2 separate regions of the Gossypium hirsutum genome follow, and region 2 is linked to region 1. The links are chromatin contacts, called in public Hi-C maps. All regions are on one chromosome and are shown on one strand. Each heading gives the region's core, a stretch centred on a gene start, on an enhancer-like site or on the middle of the called end of the contact. The rest is flanking DNA. Distances are from core to core; before and after follow the strand shown. Region 1 holds the start of LOC107919625 (agamous-like MADS-box protein AGL80). Region 2 holds the start of LOC107920116 (probable bifunctional methylthioribulose-1-phosphate dehydratase/enolase-phosphatase E1).

Region 1 (3,820 bases), core at 768-3,267:
CTCTTCTTTCCCCTTGGCACTTTCGGCCGGTGTCTTCTCCTTCTCCATTAGTTGAACCCCCAAACTCTCCGAGTGAGGGCACAGGGCCTTCGGGTGACCATACCTGTCGAAACCAAAACAAATCAAAGATAAGGCCTCATATTCAACTCATTGTATTGTTCCATTTACCAGAATATGCGGAAGCAGAGGTTTGTCAAGGTTCAGGAAAATCGCCATTCGAGAAAATCGCCCCCTCGATCTACTGTCTATGTTGTAATCTGGCTTTGTCACTTGATCAATTAAACCACCAATCTCTTCTAAGATCTTCCTCTTACACAGGAACCCCGATAAACCAAGTAGTCTAATCCATGTAATGACAACATTTGGAAACGGTTGCGAGGGACTAAAGTCCGGTGTCCACGGCTGGACAATTAAGTATTGTTCGAATACGACCCACGGCCATTGGTAAGAACTTTATCAATGTCATCGTTACTTTAGAATTTCACTAAAATGCAACCATGTTCAACATCCATAAGTTTAAATGGCATGGACGGTCACCACAAATTTTAAATCTTGTTGTGTAGGTTGGTGCAGCCAATATTTCTCCCCAAAAGCTTAACAACCACCTTGGTAGCCATCTCCTTAACCAAAAGCTGTTGAACTCAGTCAGAGAACACAATCGACAGGACTCCATTAACCATGGATCTCGTAATGTCTCTATCTAAGAGGTTAAAATCCTCCTTAAACACCCTATATGAATCAGTAGAAACATTGTTACGCTCAAGAGATCCCTTACCTAGAAGTCTGTCCTTCCAAGAAAGTGTTGGTTCAGGGGATAGGTCAACGACCATATCGATACCTTCCTCCCCTTCGGTTTCTTTAAAACGTACTTTTTTTGGCATTTCGATCTGCTTTCGACAAGCGAGAGCCATCACAATCTTCAGTCATAAGGAAAGAAAAAAATCTTGTTTTTTTATCAATATATTAACAAAACTATTTTTTAAATTTCTTCAATTTTGACTTAAGTGAAATTTTTCTTATTATAACAATAAGAGAAGGTTGATTTAAGCGTATTTAAACTCTGGGTGGAAAGGAAGTATGGGTCTCTTTGTATCAGAAAACCAAATAGTTCAGTACTAATCTAAACTCATAAAACAAACATTAATATGCTTTTTTTCTTTCTAGTTCAAAAAAAAAATGTTATTTTTCTGCAAATAAGCCTTCATAAAAAATGACTCCATAGAAATCTGAAATGGGGGAAATGATATATTTCGATTATTACAAAGACAATAGCCACATAAAATATTCGAATTCTATGTAATTTATTGAACCATATTAAATTCAAGGGGTAACCGAGTTCAATATTTGGTCGACATAATACAAGCAAAAATTGAAGTTGATAATCCTATATATCCCAAGACAAAGACGGCACTAAAACCAGAGAGCACTGTCAATAACATCCTTAGGAACAAGACGCTTTAGTAAGCACACGAACCCTATCGTCAATATCCTTCAAGTTTTGCTTAACCAACGGACCCAGCTCATTCAAATCCATCGAATTCAAACTCTGCAATATCCCTTTTCCGTTCAGGCTTTGGAACATGGTATTTTTCAACTCCTTCTGTCGATTCTCCTTACGCAGTTTCCTAAGATGTTGAGTAGCTTTGGCTAAGCTTTGCTCAAGGAAACTCTCTTGGTTAACCATCTTATTGTTTTGTTTCGACAGGGGCAGCTTCTTGAACTCGGACAGCAAGCATCGGGCACCCGCGTGGGACAGCCATACCTCCGGTTGGGAGTCGAAATCAGCAGAGTTAATAGCACAAGCTTCAATCCCACAAAGGGTAGTGAGTTCATGCACCTTCTTCACTAGACCCTTGGTTCTTTTCTTGTAGGTAGTTTTCCTTGCTGAATCATTGGTAATGTAGGCAAGCTTTATTTTCTTTCTAGACATAGAGAATTGAAGGCTTAGTTTCTATGTATTTGATTGCATGTTACCCACACATTGTGTGTGCTTATATATGGATATTACAGGCTTGTGGAGAAGAGGGGATGCCCCACTTGTCCTCGCTGAACACATATTAATGTTGACCTAAAAAGGAAAGGAGAAGATAGGTGTTCAAATTCCAGTTATGATACCAAATTCATTACCTTAATAGGTGTAATTTTAATGTAGACATTAAATGCATAAGTATGTTTAGGGTTAATATTTCTGGTTTTCAGTTATATATTTCATATTTTAATGATATATACCATTTGTGTCATAAAGGTCGAAATAAAATTTAAGACAGCTAAGTTTGGAGCAACCAAATCAGTAAGCTTAGCCCAATACTGAACCCAAAAACCAAATTTATACTGAGGATTTGAAAAACAACGCAAATTCTATATATGAATTTTAGAGAATAATAATAATATTTACAAAGAGATACAAGCTATTAGGTAAAAGTAGCCTCCACAAGGGCATCAAGACTCGTGGGTTACCCTCAAGCTTCCAGACTATCAAACCTATGTGCTTTGTTGATCCATTGAATCTCAATGTATTGTCTACAAATGGTATTTCGTTAGCTCTTATACATGGTGGTTATGAGAGTGAATGCTTCCTTGTAGCAATATGCCCATACACTTCCTTATTCCACTTTTTCAAAATAGACTAAACCCGTTTTCAAGCTATATCAAATAAGTTGGGAAAAGAAAAGTGTTGCACTCAAGAAGCCAAGAACCAAAAAGACTGTTGTGTCGAATTTGTCTTGTCGAATGTGAAGAAATAAAAATGGGTCGATGGTTCGATTTCAATCGGGGAAGATGAAACAAAGTTGCGTTTAGGAATAAACAAAACCACTCACTATTCGTAATTTACTTATATATAACTATTGATATATTATATAAAGTTAAGTGTGTATGTATATTAACGATAATTATATCTCACACTATAAAGTAAATTCATATTAATTAAAATATTTATTAAATTATATAAATATTAATTATTATTATTTTTGTTTAAAGTAATTTAACTAATTGAATTGATCAAAAAATAAAGGGGATAAACAAAAATATAGGGATTTTTATGATTCCATCTCATTATTTGGTTAGATTTAGTGACGCAAAAGAATATAGTGCAAGATAAACTAAATTTGATTTTAGAGAATAATATGTTAAAGAAGAGATTTTTTATAATATTTTTATATTTAATTTTAAAAAATATAATTTATATTTATTAATTTGTGTAAAGTATAACCAATGTTTAAGGTAAATATTGATAGTTAAAACATGACTTTTGTGTTCAAACTTTGTTGGAAGCATTTATTTTGTAACTAGTAGGTTCAAATCAAATATTCGTGGATATCTGAATCTAAATCTACAAGTATAGGAATGTGGATTCCTATAATGGATTGATGAGGGAGTTTATATGCATCTGCTCCAAATTTGAAACGAATAGTAATTTTTGCATCCAAAATAACCTTATAATATCTGAATTTGCAACATCTGAATCCATATTCAAGTCAAAAATCCAACCCACAATCCAAATTCACATCCTTAAGTTTCAGTGTTTGACTTAGACCAACTGACCAACCTTGGCCCTCTGACTATTTGGTTGACCACACTATACAAGGCCTTACAAATATTGAGTACAAATTTTTTAACATGAACAGCACATGTGCTGCTGACATAATGGAGCCACGTAAAATCTTTTTAGTTCTATACTTTCACAAACCCCATAATAAGGAAGAAAATAGAATAGAACCATTTATGAGAACAAATCACATTTCACAATCAATTGTTTACTTTTTCAGAGACCATATACAATGAGTGGATTAATCACTATTATCAACAACGAATACTTTAT
Region 2 (3,820 bases), core at 521-3,020, 180 kb after region 1:
GTATGTCACTGCTGAAGTAAGAAACACATACGACCAACGCAACATGTAAGAATCTGTCTTACTGGGAAGGAGCATTGGAAAAGCCAAAAGAGAGAAACCAAGATGCATATTCTGAAATTTCAAGTTTCACATACCTGAGTTTTAGCACTGATCCATGAGTCACCCCATACGTATATGCCATGATGGCGAACAAGCACAGCAGTTGTCTTAGGATACACTTCAATCTGAAAACCAATAAAGTGAACTTCAATATAGTGAAGACAACATTGTAATTGGACAAAGTCAAGCATAACGAATGATTTAGCATATGCAAGATGAATTTCTAGTGAGCTTCAATTCAGAGACTCAAGAAAGGTTGTTGATAACTATGTTGCTCTGACTTGGGGGAAAGTATTGGATATAGGCGTGTGTCCAATACGGGCATGCTCAAATTTTTCAATGTTTTTCTATATATTTGAAGCATAATACACCCATAACGGTGTCTGAATCCATGTTGGACATGGATACTTCAAGAAAATGAAGAATTGAAGTAACAAAGGTGAATCAAGTGCAACCAGGAAATAGACTCATATACTGCTTGTTGATATAGAATACTCATTAATATTTTTCAGCCACATGAAAATCTATGATCATCATGAAAGTCAATCTCATAGTTCCTATTGACGAGATGAACACAAAAGAAACATACAGCTTTGGCAAGGGAATCCGTGATATCATTTTCATAGGCTGTGTTCTCAATTATTGGGATTACAAGTTCGTCATAGTAACCATGCCCCTGAATTCCTTTTATCATTTCCATATGAGTGATCTGCAAATGTCCAAAAGGGAATAAGTAAATCAATCGCTGAAAGAGAAAGAACAAAGAGAAGACACTGGAGAAGGAAATTAAAAGCAAGGGAAAGACAGAAAGCTCACTTTAGCAAAATATTTCGGTCAGGGAAAAAATTACGCGAAACTCTTTTGAAAGTGAATTTATCATAGTTACAAGACATGATTCCATTCCACGACTGTGGATAACCGGTCCACCATCACGCAGATCATATGTCTGAGATACTTACACTATAAGCACTCGTTTTCTCGTAAAAACTTATCAAAGGTCATGCTGAAAAGGAATATTATGTTTAAAAGTAAAGCATATCACAAGAGCATACTATCCTAACAAATGCTATAACATCAAAAATAGGATCATTATCGCCTCAGTAAATTCCAGATTACAATTTCAAAAAAAAAAATACTCGGTAAAATAAACTACTGGTTTGATTAAACAATGCCAAATAATAGTTTTCAGAAAAGCAGATATAATAGTTGCCTTCATGAAAAGAGGAGCACAATTGGAGCACTTGGGAGGCTTATGAGGATATGGCTTTGGCGAAGGTGAAGATATGATAGACCAGTCTCCTGATAATCCATACATGACTAGAAGCGTGTCAAAAAAGGACACTCCCGGACTTTACTTTGGCCTGAATCAGAACGGAAAAAAAAAACCCATATACAAGAATAGAACTTCAGTAAACAGATAAAAAGAACTTTAACATTTAATCGTGATAATTTATGGGATTTTTAACATACCCGTCTTCTTTGGAGTCGATTCGCTTATATGAAGATGATGATGCTGGGGTTTTTTTTTGCAGAGAACGAAATACAGAGGCAAAGGTAAGGTAAGGACGGTAAATGAGAAGGGAAAAAAGGGATAAATGGGGAAGAAAATAAAGGGAATATGAGTGTCTGCCTAAGAACGAAAAAAAAAAAAGTTAATGTATTATATAGTTATAAATTTACTAGATGTTTGGTTGGGTGTAATGGGTTTGCCATTACAGTCCTATTCCGTGGGCCCCACCTATTCCGTCGTTTGGTTGGGTGTAATGTCCTCAAACAGAAGCTGCCAGCAAATCTTTTGTTGCTGAAGGTAACTGCAAAAAAAAACTAGAGGACCGGCCACACCATCAACAGACTGCAAAAAAAAAGTGAGTTTTTCTCAGATCTGATTCCATAACTTTTTCCTTCCTTTCAGCCGCCACAACTGCTTCTTCTTCATCACTCATCAGCAGACTACTTCTTCTTCTTCATCCGCTCGCCGGCCGCCAGTCATCCGTGTCCATTTTCGGACAACGATGTCTTGACAGTTCGTATTCCGTAGGACACCAGTACGAGAGGGAAGATCCGTGTCGGTGCTTCTCCATTGCCTGACATCCTTATACAAGAAAGGTTTTTTATTTGCTAACATTTTACATCTCATTCTGTTCTCTGAAAAAAATTTGAATTTTGATTCATTCCCATGTGACTCATCCCTTGAAGCAATATAAACTACAAACTGTGTGGCTTTATATTCAATCTCAACCTTAGCTAGGTTTACCTTCTTGTTGTGGTTCAAACAAGGGAGCAACTATATATGAAAAATCAAGTTTTATCTTTTTACAGAGGTTCACCATCGTTTTCACTAAAACTAACGACATTCTTCTGGTTTTTTTAGTTTGTTAGTAATATTGTTTTACCATTTTTATTTTCAGCTTGACATAACTGCAATCATAGCCGAGATTTACATTTTAAGCTTCAGTGGCGATTTCATCTCTCCCTTGTATTCAACCTGTAAGAGTTCCTTTCAAAGCTTGTAGCTTCTTTCCTGCTGGTGTTTGTGGTGGATTCAACAATAAGAAAAGGATAAATGCTGTTGTTTTTTCTTCGTTGAGGAAAATTTCCAACGATATCAGCATTGAATCCGAGGTGCTTTTTTCTTTAATGTGCATTTGCTTGATGAAGCAGCCAACTGTTTTTAGTAATTATCTGCTTGTCTTTTACTCCATCAAGGCATTGGCTGATTAAATAGTTTGCAAGCATGGATTTTATATGGCTTTACCCCTTATCCTTGAAGAAGAAGTGTTAAAATACTATCTAATAAAGTATATCTTTCCCAAATGAAGACATAAGGACAAGCTAGATTTATTAGCTATTAACGAATGGAGATGTCAGATAGAAGAAAAGGATTATCGAACTTCGAATTTGTTTAAGCAGTCTTGCACTAATAACTTGCTTTGCCTTAGCCATGAATCCAGGCTTCTTTGCCCCACCTCATGCCCATTTGATGCTGATATTATTACTGGTAAGTTAGCCCGGCATTTCCTGAAACAGCTAATAATGTTATTAGTATTCCTCTAACCCTATTTTCATCTATGTGTTTTGACTAGTGCTTAAGAATTAACTGGACTATGGGAGGTCCCAATCTTATCCATTATGGTATGAACTGTTGCACATCTGGAAAATAAAATATAGGATTAATGGTAACCATCTCTGAAAGGAGTCAAATGTTGCCTGGTACTATGAGTTGAGGTACTAAGCCATTGAGGGCTTAGTGGTGATTGGCAAAACCCCTTTGCTTTCGAACCCCTTGTCCTCTGTCTCTATGGTTTTCTGATTTCAGTTCTTTATTCTTAAAAATCAGATCTCTAATTTGTTTAAATTATATTGATTGTGGAAATTTATTTTATTACTAGTGAAAATACAATATGGTAGTTCTTTGCACTATGTAGACGCATGGTTATAGTGAAGTTGTTATTCTTGTATGGTATCTCATTGATTTTGTATATATATTCTCTTAGACTTCTATATATTTTGAAAAACCGCACATCTATAAGGACCTAAATATCTAAAATTTTTAATTTTAGGTTGATACATTGTTGGACAATATCAAATGGGATGACAAAGTCAAAATGTTGACACTGGAGCCATATTAATGCAAGGCTTTGTCAACAGGGATGCACTAACTACAACTATCACTTTTAGGAAGGCAACGTTCTTCAATCGATCACAGGCAACATTGTGGACA

What was found. Hi-C and Micro-C count contacts between places; a contact is called where the count stands out from the background.
Region 2: a Hi-C map of leaf shows a contact between it and region 1, with 2.5 times the contacts expected there. The contact joins the promoter of LOC107920116 here to the promoter of LOC107919625 in region 1. A contact is called at or near these places in 2 of 34 Hi-C or Micro-C datasets (both in leaf).

The regions. Positions count from the first base shown.
Region 1 is chrD13:51,880,895-51,884,714 of Gossypium_hirsutum_v2.1, forward strand. LOC107919625 (agamous-like MADS-box protein AGL80) reads right to left here and starts at 2,018. Exons shown (of 1, transcript XM_016849049.2): 1 at 1,201-2,018. The coding sequence starts at 1,930. The coding sequence ends at 1,442.
Region 2 is chrD13:52,060,790-52,064,609 of Gossypium_hirsutum_v2.1, forward strand. LOC107920116 (probable bifunctional methylthioribulose-1-phosphate dehydratase/enolase-phosphatase E1) reads right to left here and starts at 1,771. Exons shown (of 11, transcript XM_016849649.2): 1 at 1,570-1,771; 2 at 1,310-1,460; 3 at 689-808; 4 at 135-224. The coding sequence starts at 1,414. It overlaps LOC107920119 (a long non-coding RNA gene), which reads left to right and starts at 1,794. Exons shown (of 3, transcript XR_005923008.1): 1 at 1,794-2,205; 2 at 2,508-3,231; 3 at 3,660-3,820.